Linked DNA regions of Danio rerio: region 1 is linked to region 2. Evidence: chromatin contacts called from public Micro-C data. All regions are on one chromosome and are shown on one strand. Each heading gives the region's core, a stretch centred on a gene start, on an enhancer-like site or on the middle of the called end of the contact. The rest is flanking DNA. Distances are from core to core; before and after follow the strand shown.

What was found. Hi-C and Micro-C count contacts between places; a contact is called where the count stands out from the background.
Region 1: a Micro-C map of caudal fin shows a contact between it and region 2, with 7 times the contacts expected there. The contact joins the promoter of tmt1a.1 here to the enhancer-like site in region 2. A contact is called at or near these places in 4 of 18 Hi-C or Micro-C datasets (caudal fin, embryo, hematopoietic stem cells and 1 more) and 1 of 4 datasets of contacts at active chromatin or transcription factors (embryo).

The regions. Positions count from the first base shown.
Region 1 is chr6:42,042,483-42,048,636 of GRCz12tu, reverse strand. tmt1a.1 (thiol methyltransferase 1A, tandem duplicate 1) reads right to left here and starts at 4,763. Exons shown (of 3, transcript NM_001080039.1): 1 at 4,223-4,763; 2 at 3,824-3,909; 3 at 653-1,863. The coding sequence starts at 4,717. The coding sequence ends at 1,716. LOC103911260 (a long non-coding RNA gene) reads left to right here. Exons shown (of 4, transcript NR_170237.1): 3 at 4,207-4,372. It overlaps tmt1a.2 (thiol methyltransferase 1A, tandem duplicate 2), which reads right to left and starts at 112. Exons shown (of 3, transcript XM_021477214.3): 1 at 1-112.
Region 2 is chr6:41,932,415-41,938,725 of GRCz12tu, reverse strand. It overlaps a transcript of scn8ab not described here. Among named protein-coding and RNA genes, the nearest start is that of si:dkey-195m11.8, 15 kb to the right of the region's middle. Within about 2 kb of position 1,610, at least 4 of the 62 cell types and tissues checked have an H3K27ac peak or open chromatin away from gene starts, as enhancers often do.

The DNA of each region.
Region 1 (6,154 bases), core at 3,514-6,013, 110 kb before region 2:
TTAATTTTTCTAATTAAATGAATATAGATTAATTTGTGCTTGGGCTCTTGTATATCTGAAATAATATGGTGAGTGTATCATGTGTGTATATTTAAACTTACTTTCTGATACATTAACCAAAAAAGTAAAAAAAGTATATCTATTAATAGGACATTTAATAATGTGGAAGCGTATCATCTGCATCAGGAACAACAGGTGCGTAAAACTGCCTGGGTCATAAAACTGCTTAGATCTTGCAGATGCCCCACATTAACATATATATATATATATATATATATATATATATATATATATATATATATATATATATATATATATATATATATATATATATATATATTAAATTAAGTTTTTATTTTATATTTTATGTGGATTTAAGACAACAAAATCCATATTTATATTGCCAGGATTGGGCAAAATATAGCCTATTGAAATTAATTTTAAAATAAAATACCTTAAGTTCAAGTGTATCAAAATAAACTACAAAATACAGCAGTCACAAACATGTCAAAATAAAATACAGCATTTTTAATACTACGAAATACTTTTAAAAAGGAGTATGACATATGACACCCCATTTTGAAAAAAAAATATTTTGATCCATTTCCAGTAAATATAGGCAATGTATTTGGGTGCAGTTGAACAAAACAGATTCATTAAACAGATATATTTATTAAAATAATATTTCCGTCACCAAATATATATAGAAATTCAAAGATAATACAATTAAATACAAAAAATTACAACCTACAACATTTCAACAAAAAATATCTTTTTTTTTTTGCTTCTCTTGATTTTTCCTTTTTAAATTCGTATTTAATATTTTTCTATAGCATATAAATTTGAGTGTTCTAGTTTTTGGAGCATTATCAAAAGTTATTTTGTTAGATAAGCTCCAGATTTGGCTTCAGTACTGACTAATCTAATGTATATGCACAAGTATAATATTGTGTAGCTTCCTACTAAAAATATGAATTTATAAGACTTTATAAGATTTGTGAGGGGTGTACTCGTATATGCTGAGCACTGTATGTTGTAATGAGTTCCCACAGCCACAAACAGCATAAAAATATCCGGTAATGATAAAATATTCTTTTCCAGGCATATAAAAAACTATTAATGCATTTTGTACTAAAAATACATTTGTCAAATTCAGTTGGAGCATCTAGAAATGACTTTTCATAAATAGAGCCTTTTTAATTGCATTTCTTAAATTTTATGTGAATAAAAATAAATTATTGAACCAAAATCAAACATAAAATAAGGAAATTCAGTGGCCAGGAAATCAAAATGTCAATCAAACTGTTAAAGGTGGACAATGCTTGTGGTGCTTTTAACTATTTTAGCTAGTACAGAAGAAGTTAAAATTAAGTTTATTTTTCTTAGTGATTCACCCTGACCACTAGATGGCAGTGTTGCTTTTTTAAACCATATTATCCCAATGCCTGTTTTATGATGAATGTCTTTCATTGGTTCACGTTTGTGTTTTTGTCGGCTTCAGTTATCATGCGTTTTGCAGACTCATGCAGCAAGATACAGTTTTATAAAATATACAATGCAATCTCTATTCATGGTAAACAAACTATATTCTATGGCATGTAACATTGCTCATAGAAAAACATTTAAAAGTGCATGGTGAAATGAATCAGGCTCACTAAACGAAAACACACTTAAGATTTTTTTTGTATGTTTGGCAGAATTCATATTACTATCGATTATTTGACGGCATAGCCAACGATGTGTGGTTTGATCATGAAAAACAGAGGAGCTTGAATGTGGCGAAGCTTCACATCTGAAAATCCTGCAGCGTCAATGTCCTTCCAAGTAGTACGGGTTGTTTCACAGCCATCGCCAAAAAAGTACCTGTCAAACATACCATTTATGGCGTTATATATGGTGATCATATGGTTTGTTATACTAGTATTCCATCATGTTTATTATATAGACACATGACCTTGGGTTAAATATGGAAGATCAAATATACTATGCGCTACATCCATGATTCAAAAAAAGTTGAGACCCTTTCTAAAGTGCAATGAAATAAATCATCTGTGATTTGTCACTTCTCTGTAACTCTTATTTATAGTACAAATAACAGTTTTCAAGAGCTTTAACTGACAAATGAAATGTATTTTTGATATGAATTGCTGCTATACCCTCCAAAAAGGTTAATAGTAGTTAAATTAACAGTTAAAAAAAGTGTAACCCCCTTTTCACTTTTATTTATCTTTAACTGAGTAATAACAATTGATTACATTTAATTACTATATGGTTAGGGTTAGAATGTGGTTTAGGTTTAGTTGCATGTAAATATGCATAATTACTTGTAATTACTATAGGAAGTACATAGAATCTATGACACAACCTATTACAATCAACATCAACACGGCTCAACAATAAGGACTGCTCGATGGCCCAGGGTCAGCATGAGAGACGCTCGGGACAGTAGACAGAATCGTTACTGGCCTGATCAGTGCTGCCTTGTCACTAAAGTTTCATTTTTCGAAACCTGGTAACAACCAGCACAGTGAAGAGACAGCAACATGGCGGCAACATCAAATTATGAGGCTAAAAGAAAACATTTGTTTCTAACGTCTTAGAAGCAGACATTTACATGGGTACAACATGACAACGAAAAAAATGAAGTGATGTTTTGCACTGTTTGCCGCCAGTTTTGCAAGTCAGCCACCTTGTTTTAAATAATTTAGAAGCGGCAATAAAATACCTGCACATTTTCCATACTGCTCTTTTTGTTTGCATGAGACTTTGAATTTAGCTCATTATAGATTTATTAACATTTTAAAAATAATAAAATTCTAGATTTATGGACATTATTTTTTGACACAATATTTAAAATATGTGGCTAAGGAATAGCTATTAACTTTTTTGTGTGTGGGGCAAGTGAAAATATTTACAGGCGAAGTAAAAATCTCAACAACTGGTCCGATCCGGCCAGTAGAAAAAAATCCTTAGCGTTGTTCCCTGATCAAGATGATGTCTTTAATAGGAAGTTAAATGTTATGAGTTGCATCATTTCTCATTCTGCATGAACTACAATTGCATGTTTTTGGGTTCGCGTGCTGGACTGACCCATTATGAATAGGAGAATCAGACAACGACCACAGAATGTTGTTTTTTGATTGTCAAATTTCATGGTAAAGCATGCTATTTCATGGTGGCGCAGCGGGTACCATGATCGCCTTACATCAAGAAGGTCGCTTGTTTGAGCCTCGGCTAGGTCATTTGCAATTACTGTGTGGAGTCTGCATGTTCTCCCTGTGTTCGTGTGGGTTTTCCCTGGGTGCTTCGCTTTACCCCACAGTCCAAACATATGCATTACAGGTGAATTGAACAAGCTAAATTGGCCATAGTGTATGTGTGTGAATGTGTGTACGAGTGTTTCCCAGTGTTGGGTTGCAACTGGAAGTCATCTGCTGCGTTAAACATATGCTGGATAAGTTGACGGTTAAATCCGCTGTGGCGACCCCTGATTAAGAAAGCGATTAAGCCGAAAAGAAAATGAACATGCTATTCATTTTTGAAGTTTGAGCAGCAATCTCAATTCACAGAATAAAATTATTTTTGGTTAATTAAAACTTTACAAATCATTTCTTTGTAATATTTTCAATTAAATGTAGGCCAAAGAGAATAAACAGATCAGATATTCTTGCCTTTATTGCACTGTACAAAATGACCCAACTCTGAATTGGTATTCAACTAAACCAGTCTAATCCTTTAACTACATTTTAAAAAGCTGTGATTTCAATTATGTCTCTCAATTAAAATCTATAATAGTGACTTTGTAAACAGTGTTTTGTATTACCAGAATGGCTGAAGAACATGTTGAAAAAAGTAAACCCAGGTTGAAGGGTCTGACACCACGTGCTCAAGAAAGAAAAACGCTCCTCCCTGAAAAACAAAACAATATTTATATTTCTCAACCCAATATTGTGCATTTGAATGTGTGCAGATCTATTTATTAAAAACACTTAGAAAAGACCACCTGTTTGCTGACATTTGCCCTAAAACAAACAGTGTGTTCTAATGGGATTATCAGAGCAAACGGTGAGTTGCGTAATGCTGTCACCTTTCCTCTCATATAGATTTGATTGTAATCATTACTCACTCTTTGTTGCAAATTGCTCTAGAGTAACGATAAGAGGAGCATTTATGAAATGTAATAACATGTATTTCACCTGTGCACAGGTTGTCATAAACTTACAGGCCTCAGGACCCTCTTTGCCTCCTGCAGAACTTTGTTGGTGTCTTTGACCGAGCACAGAACCAGAGTGCAAACCACAGCATCCACCGAGCTGTCCTCCACCGCCTGCAGATTCTCCCCCGACGCCACTATAAAGCTGTCGTACACCAGGTGCTCGTTCTTCTCCATACTTTTCTCCAGGTATTTCTTGAAATGCGGGTTGGGGTCTGTGCAGGTGATCTTGGAGCCCGTCGGGTAGTGCTCAAAGTTCGCCCCAGATCCGCAGCCCACTTCCAGAATGCGCAGAGAGCCTTTCGAGGGGTAAAATCGGTCCAGGTTTCGGAATAGTTCCCGTTTCTTGTCGTTCATTTTGTCATTGTACGAGAAGGAGATTTTATAGACAATGATAGGAAAGACGCGTTTGTAGAAAGACAAGAGTCCCGCCTGCTCCGCGATGTACATCGGGAGCACGACGAGTTTGCAGAAAAACGCGCACAAGTTCATAAACAGCGACATTTTTATATGACTATCAAATCTGAATCATGTTTGATAGACGAGAGAGGCGTCGTTTTGGACCTTGTGACAGTCAACCAATCAACATCTTCGACGCATGAATTGCATTACAGTCAAAGCAGTGCTCCAGTTCGTCGGCAGATGTCAGACTTGTATAAATAATTTCAGTGTTTACAGTGGGCTACTCATTTCCACTGTTTTAATTTTTTTCCTTCCTAAAAATGTAGGAATATTTTTATATATTGTTATAATTTAAACATGTGCTTAAAAATAAATGCACAAAAAATGCATTTAATTAATAAAATAATACCAAAACAACAAATGTACACTTTTTTTGTTGCACAAATTGAAAAACAAGCAGAAAATATAGTCAAATTACAAAACTGGAATAGTTTTAATCATCAAAACTAAGTGTTTTGTGAATGTTTGTTTTAATGTATAAAATACTTGAGATTCCCATTTACATTAACCTAAAATGTATATTATATACATATAAAGCATGTAAATCTGTATATTAATGTAAAAATGTAAGAATTACACATCAAATGTTTAAAAAAATCTAGCAAGACTTTGAATAAAAGCAGAAAACAAAGCAGAAATTACCATAAAACAACAACAACAAATATACACTTTTTTGCACAAATGAAAAAACAAGAAGGAAATATGGTCAAACCATAAAACTGGAATAATCTTGATCATCAAAACTAAGGGTTTTGTCAATGTTAATTTTAGTGTATAAAATACTTAGGATTCCCATTTAGATTAATTTAATTATAACTATTTAAAATGTGAAAATAACAACACATTTTTTAAAAGTCTTAGCCAATCTTTTAACAGAAGTAGACAATAAAGCAGAAATGACATTAAAAAACATAAACTTGAATTTATTTTGTAGAAACACAAGAAATGTTTACTGACAATTGGCTTAAAATTATTTTATATCCAGAAAATACACATAAAAAAACTAATTCAGTGCTAATAAATCACCCAGTGAAACTAAAATGGCATTGGCTAATAGCCTACCAAGCAAAAGCTTATTCTAAATGGAGAGGTCATCTCATTAGGTTTAATATGCTGAGTTCACATGGCCAGACGGACACTATGGTTTATCTTGGTAACCACATCAATTATCGGACCGTATAAGATCGTTGCCATATGAGCCATAGCAATAATACTTCAACAATTATCACAAACAAATAATACTGTGCACCTACAAACGTAACTATACATTTTATGTCTGATTACATCCTATTGTTCAAATGAATATGATTCATTGAATATGATATGAACTATTAAAATAATTGATTTATTGCATTTACTTTTATTATAACAGATTTATAACCATTCCTAATTTTTGTATAGCGCTTTGCTATCTTTCTATTCATCCTCCTGTCAGTTGCACTTATCCCTAATCAGGCCCTCCATAGTGACTGAGATTAG
Region 2 (6,311 bases), core at 361-2,860:
CAAGTGGAGCTTGTTTCAAATGAGCACTAGGAGAAAGAACTGTACTAAAGAATGTCTGTGACATCTAATAAAAAGCAAAAAAATGAACAAAAAAAAAGACAAAAGACCAAAAAAAAAAAGTCTAAAAAGAGCAAAAAGGAAAAGAAAAAAAAGAAAACTTAACTGGCATCAGCCTGACTTCATCATCAGAGATCGTCAAATAGCATGGGGCAGGAAATGGAGTGCGTCGGTCACTCGATGAATCTCTTGAAGGTTGAGTCTGTAGAAAGAGAAACAGTTTGCCTTCTGTGCTCAGCTTCTGTTGATTTTCAGCCACTTCTTTTATTTTTCTATAAATACTGATTTCTGTCTGTTCTTTTGTAGCATGACTGAGATGCTATTTCCTTCATTTGCTGACAATAACTCAAGTGGTTTTTGGTTCAAAATGTTGTTCTTATCTCTTGCCACTGATGTTGGAGAGGAGAGGGTGTGTTGCACAACCACTTGACTTAGTGAGAATCAGTGAAAGATTGTCTTCATTTGAGCACGAAACCTTTTCCAAACAATAAAGCAGCCTTCCAGTTAAGCTTGAGTGCTTGTGTTTTTTTTTCTTTCTCAGAAGGATATTGAACAATGCCCAGTAGCCTGTATAATTTTGGGGTGTGTGAGAACATTCACCTTTTCACTATGAAAATAGTCATTATACTGACTTTTTTTCACATTAAAAAAACAAGCATAAACTCATACAAAAGTAAACCTTTTGATCCACTAAAAATGTGGTGGAAGAAAAAAGTGATCATGTCCGCACACAGATGAACCAATTTAAATAAATCTTTCATCAGTTGGGCTTTTAATTTACCTTACTATTCCAGAATAGAATAGTAAAAACAAGTCTCATCTTCTCTTGAAGCCCAAAATTATATTTTATTTTTGCATTGTCAAGTTCCCATTTGATAGCATGCGCACTAGAGATTCATCAAGGGTCTCTTTTCTTTCCAAAAGATGTGTGATAAAAATGTCTTTCTCTTTAAATAATTGAGTTGTTACCTTTATATCCCTTCGTGCATGCAATCGTCAGCATAGCAGTCTATTGTTTGTGTCGCTTCACTAGGCTATGTTGTCTACAGAGACTTTATTTTCTTGTTTTGCAGTTAGTTTTCTGGGCTCCAGAGATGTCAAGTGGCCTTTATGGCTCGAATGTCAGCGGGACTGTATTCAAGAAGGTGTCCTGCCTCCAAAACAATAGACTAACTTGACAAACTTGACGATGAAGCCTATGCAATGCTAATTACAGGAAGTCATTTCATATACAGTAAAACAATATTTTTCATAGAGTTGTAGAATCTATGACACATTCCCGATGTTTTAACTACAACTCTGAGAAATTTTATTTAGTATATTGCTCATTGCTCATCTCCTCATAGCATTCAAGCTGTTGAAAGGACCCAAGTTTTAATGTTAAACAAGTAACTGAAGATTTCTGCATAGTGGACTTGCCTTTCAATCAAAAACCTTAAACTCCAAGTCATGAAATACTAGTTCAAAACAGCTCAGTGTTCTGTCTCACTAGCTCACGTTTTCTTTGAAACTGTGAGTTTAAAAGTATGTCTTCCGCTGTTTGTTGTCGACACCTTGTGGACAAAATAGTGCAAAAGCTATTCAAAACGCATGCGCGCACTAACTGAAAGCGCGGTTTGAAATGGCCAAATTGTGCCTTGTCATGCTACAGAAATGGCATTTTTCTGTCTCTAGACTTAACACTTGACAACATTTCCAGGTTTACTTCTTCACCTCCTTTATTGTAAATAAATTATTTAAAAAAAGACTAGAATGTAAATGAATAAATTTACTTAGGCTTAATTTAGTTTCCCAATGCTGGGTTGCAGCTGAAAGGGCATCTGTTGCGTAAAACATATGCTAATTGGCGGTTCATTCTGCTTGGCAACCTCTGAAATAAAGACAAAGCCGAAGGAAAGTGAATGAATGAAGGCCTAATTTAGTCCGCATATGATTTGGTTGGATACCGTGCAGCAGATATTTTGTAAAATGCATATTTTATAAAAAATTGTTACCGTGTAACACCACTAAAGATCATTTTGTTTCTCTCTGATGATTTATTTGTATCACTGGTATATCACTGCTTGTTTTTCCTGTCTAAAATAAAAATTGTGTTAAGATACATAATAATTTAAAGATAATATTTTTACTTCCATAGAATTCCGCTAAACTTGAGAATTACGATTTAAAACTTGACTTGTTTATAGATGATTTTCAAATAAACATTTTTAATATAATAATTTTTAAATGGTAGCAGAAATGAACTAACATTGTGAAATAGCCTAATACTTTTAACAAATCTGATTGAAAAAAGTAAAACATCCTTATTTGTCGCATCATCATTATTTTTACTATAGCCTAATTCTGCATAGACATGCAGAAAAAATAAGAAATAAGATTTCATAAAAACCTTTAATATTGCCAAAAGACATAGGGTAAAACCAATGACAAAAATAGTACACGTCATCTTTAAATAAATTCACAAAACATATTTTTAAAATCATTAAGCCGTCAATTATGCTTTATAAAGTCATAAGGTAATTGATTCATATGGTTTAAGTTTAAATATTAAAAAATAATTTGATTTTTTAAAGTTCATGATTTTTTAAAGTTCAAGTATTTTAAGTTACCCACACACACAAATGTTACAACAAAAAGGCTCAAGACGTCCACGACAAAAAAGGTCATAAATGTTTGATGTTGTAAATTAACTGAATCAATAACATATGGACCTTTTTCTCTACCAGCATAAGTTCAGATCATAGAACTATCAAAAATGTTTAAATACTTATTATGGTATTTAATTATAGAGAAGGAAACAATGGTGAAATACATTTCAATAAAATAAAATCTATTTTTGCATAAGTTAACATGTTTCTGGCCAGTGGTTGATTCATTCATTCATTTTCCTTCGGATTAGTCCCTTTATTCATCAGGGGTTGCCACAGCGGAATGAACCGCCAACTTATCCAGCATATGTTTTACACATCGGATGCCCTTCCAGCTGCAACTCAGTACTGGGAAACATTCATACACTCTCATTTACATACTGTAGACTATGGCCAATTTAGCTTACCCAATTCACCTATAGCACATGTCTTTGGACTGTGAGGAAGACCGGAGCACACGGAGAAAACCCAAGCAAACACGTGGAGAAAATGCAACTCCATACAGAAATGCCAACTAAACCAGCCGGGACTCAAACCAGCGACCTTCTTGCTGTGAGCTGATAGTGCTTACCACTAAGTCACTGTGTCCGGGCCAGTGTTTGGCTTTTTATATTTCTTTACTTTAAACACTGAAATAGCCTACCCTTATAAAAGTGATCGCTTTATTTATTTATTGACTAAAATGTGGAATGTAATCTCATTCAATAAGATACATTGGTAAAACGACATATAGGCTACATAATATAAGACACAATGTTTCAGCTGCTCTGTTTGTAATCACTGTTCTGGTGTTGCTGGATCCACTCAACATTGACTTGTAAGGACTTCTGACAACACTTCCAAGGATTTGTGTTGTCAGTGAAGGGTTTGTGGATGCTCTTATCATGATGAATTGAAGGCTGTGGTGGCTGTTAAATAGCATTCCTCCACTCCGCTTCTTTCAAATGTGAGCCTAAGTCACTGAAAACAACAGTCCACATGCACTTATGTTCAAGTGGTATATTTACTTAAACTGAACAAGTAATAAACCGCTTTAGTACATATTTGGTGAATGTCAGCCATGCACAGCTACAACAATGGTAATTTCTCTTCTTTTGTCGAACAGGAATGAGGATAATTTGAAGAGTGCTGGAAACTAGTAGCCACCGAACTAAATTGTATTCCACTCCCCCATCCACTTTACTATGTAACTGAATGTAATTGGCTACTGCTTACCAACATTCTTCAAAATATCTTTGTTTCTATTCAACAGAAGAAAATGAATGGTGTGGAATTACTTGAGGATGAGTAAAGAGTACATTTTATAGTGCTTTCTTCACTGGAGCAACAGTTTTAGTTTAGCTTTAAGCATTATTAGTGATGAAGAATTGTCTTACTTAAAGGGCTCTATTTTAACGATCTAGGCGCAAAGTCTAAAGTGCAAAATGCAAAAGCATTAAGAGTGTGTCTGAATCCACTTTTGCCATTTTAAAGATGAAAAAGTATAGTTTGCACCCTGGTATATGGTCTAAAAGAAGTGTGCTTATTCACTTAATGAGGTTTGGGTAGGGCCAGACAGAATCTGCTGGCATTTTTTGTTAATTCTGCGCAGAATTTTGTAAAAAAAAAAAAAATTTTTAATTTATGTGGAATCATTTTTGGGAGTATCGTAAACTAAAAACTTAATATATTAAATTGAAAAAAATATTACCTTTTTAACTTTTATTTAATGTTTACAACGCAAATCCAATTAGAGCCATTGTTTGGTACACAAGCAAGTCTCACATCTTATATATCTTCTAAAAGAGAGAAAATATTACTTTACAAACTGTATTGTGAATAAAAAATATTAACATTTTCATATTAGTCAATAGTATTACTGAAAATAATTAAATAATTAAAATAATAAAACCTGAATAAATATAAATTTACACACTTTTACACAAGTAAATAAATAGACTCAATGATGGGCTAAAAATCTGCGAAAATCTGTGGAGTCCGTGTGGGCCTAGTTATGCGTGTTTTGAGCATAAAGTGCATTAAGCCAATCAGAGTCTTGTCTCACATTCCCTTTAAGAGTCCATGGTGCATTTGATATTTACATGATGGACTTTGTAAGTAGAAAAACTGAACACTTTACTAGTGAGAAAAAGTTAAACAGACCATCTGCAGCACCAAGATAAAGAATGAGCCTCCTCCAGTTGGCCTCTTTACTTTCTCTTTACTTTACTCCTTTACTATTGTGGACAAGGAAACAGTGAAAACTCACTCCACTAACGATCCATTAGCCTACATATTTAATTTAGTTTGTTAAGCTCAAAAATTTGTTACAAAATTATTTCTAAACTCAACTAAATTTCCAGCAAATGAATAAATAATAATAATGTGTGGTCAAGAAACAAGTTATATACAAACATACATGCTTTTCTTGTAACCCATATGATAATGTATACGTCTAAAATCTGACAGGTGGACAAATCAAATTTTTGTAACATTTTGATCCTTTAATTTTTTTTCATATGTAAAGATATGTGTGCATTACTGTACATCCTGTGTGTTTTAAGCAATGTGTAAGTGTTTGGACCTGCATAGGCGCATAACCAACGCACTCTGCGGTGGACTCTAGACTAGTTTTTAGTTGGTCAACACGCCAACAATGAGCCTTAACACACCTCCTTTTTAGACCAGCACGCCCATGAGTCCACAAAGTGGCGCAAATAGATTTGCTATTTAAACAACGTGGCACTAAACGTTAAAATTACTGCTGTGCTGGTCTAAAAATAGCAACAAATTGCACCATACACACCTTGCACCTTATAGCACCAGTTGTATCCCAGCAGACACAACATCATAAGGCATTAATACAAGGATTGGTCAATCGGGAGGACTGGGAGAGTTCCCGGTGGGCCAGTCCATTTTTTGGCTGCGAGGGCCGGTTTTTCTAGCTGCTTGCAGCAGTCACACTTTTTTTCATTTATTTATTTATTTGACCATAGCCTCACTCTTTTTATTCATTATTTTGCTGCAGCTCCGCTCTTCTTATTTATTGTCTCGCAGCCCCATGAGCAAAATGCAGCCTGCAGGGTAATGATGATATAAGTATCATTCCGGCCACACAAGCGTAACAGTGCCATTGTGGTCCAGTGTTCAGCACGTTGCATTACAACATCTTCGATCCTCATCTGAGTAATTTTTTATTTTTTTGTTAAGACATATAAAACTGTAAGGTTGTTGAACATTTTAAGTTCTAAAGCAGCTGTTTTCTTGAAAAAGACGTGATAGTGTAATTAGAAACTGAATTGGACATGACCTTATTTTAATATAGTTAGTCGTGAACTGAGTCCCACTCCGGCCCTGGCCGCCAGCATCTAAGAACAATATTATTATGATGTCCAATAATGACATGAAATGACGTTGATGCTTGGTTGCTTCTAGGTTGTGTTGGAAAGTGACCAAATTCCAATATCTAGCCAACATCTTAATCCAACATCATATTTACATCAAATACTGACATTTATTTGTCAGGGATGGCAACCATAATCCATCGTCTGATAGACATCATATAGGTAACGTTTAAACAACGTCAAGCTGTAACAGCACTAGACATTGATATTTTGTTGATTTTAG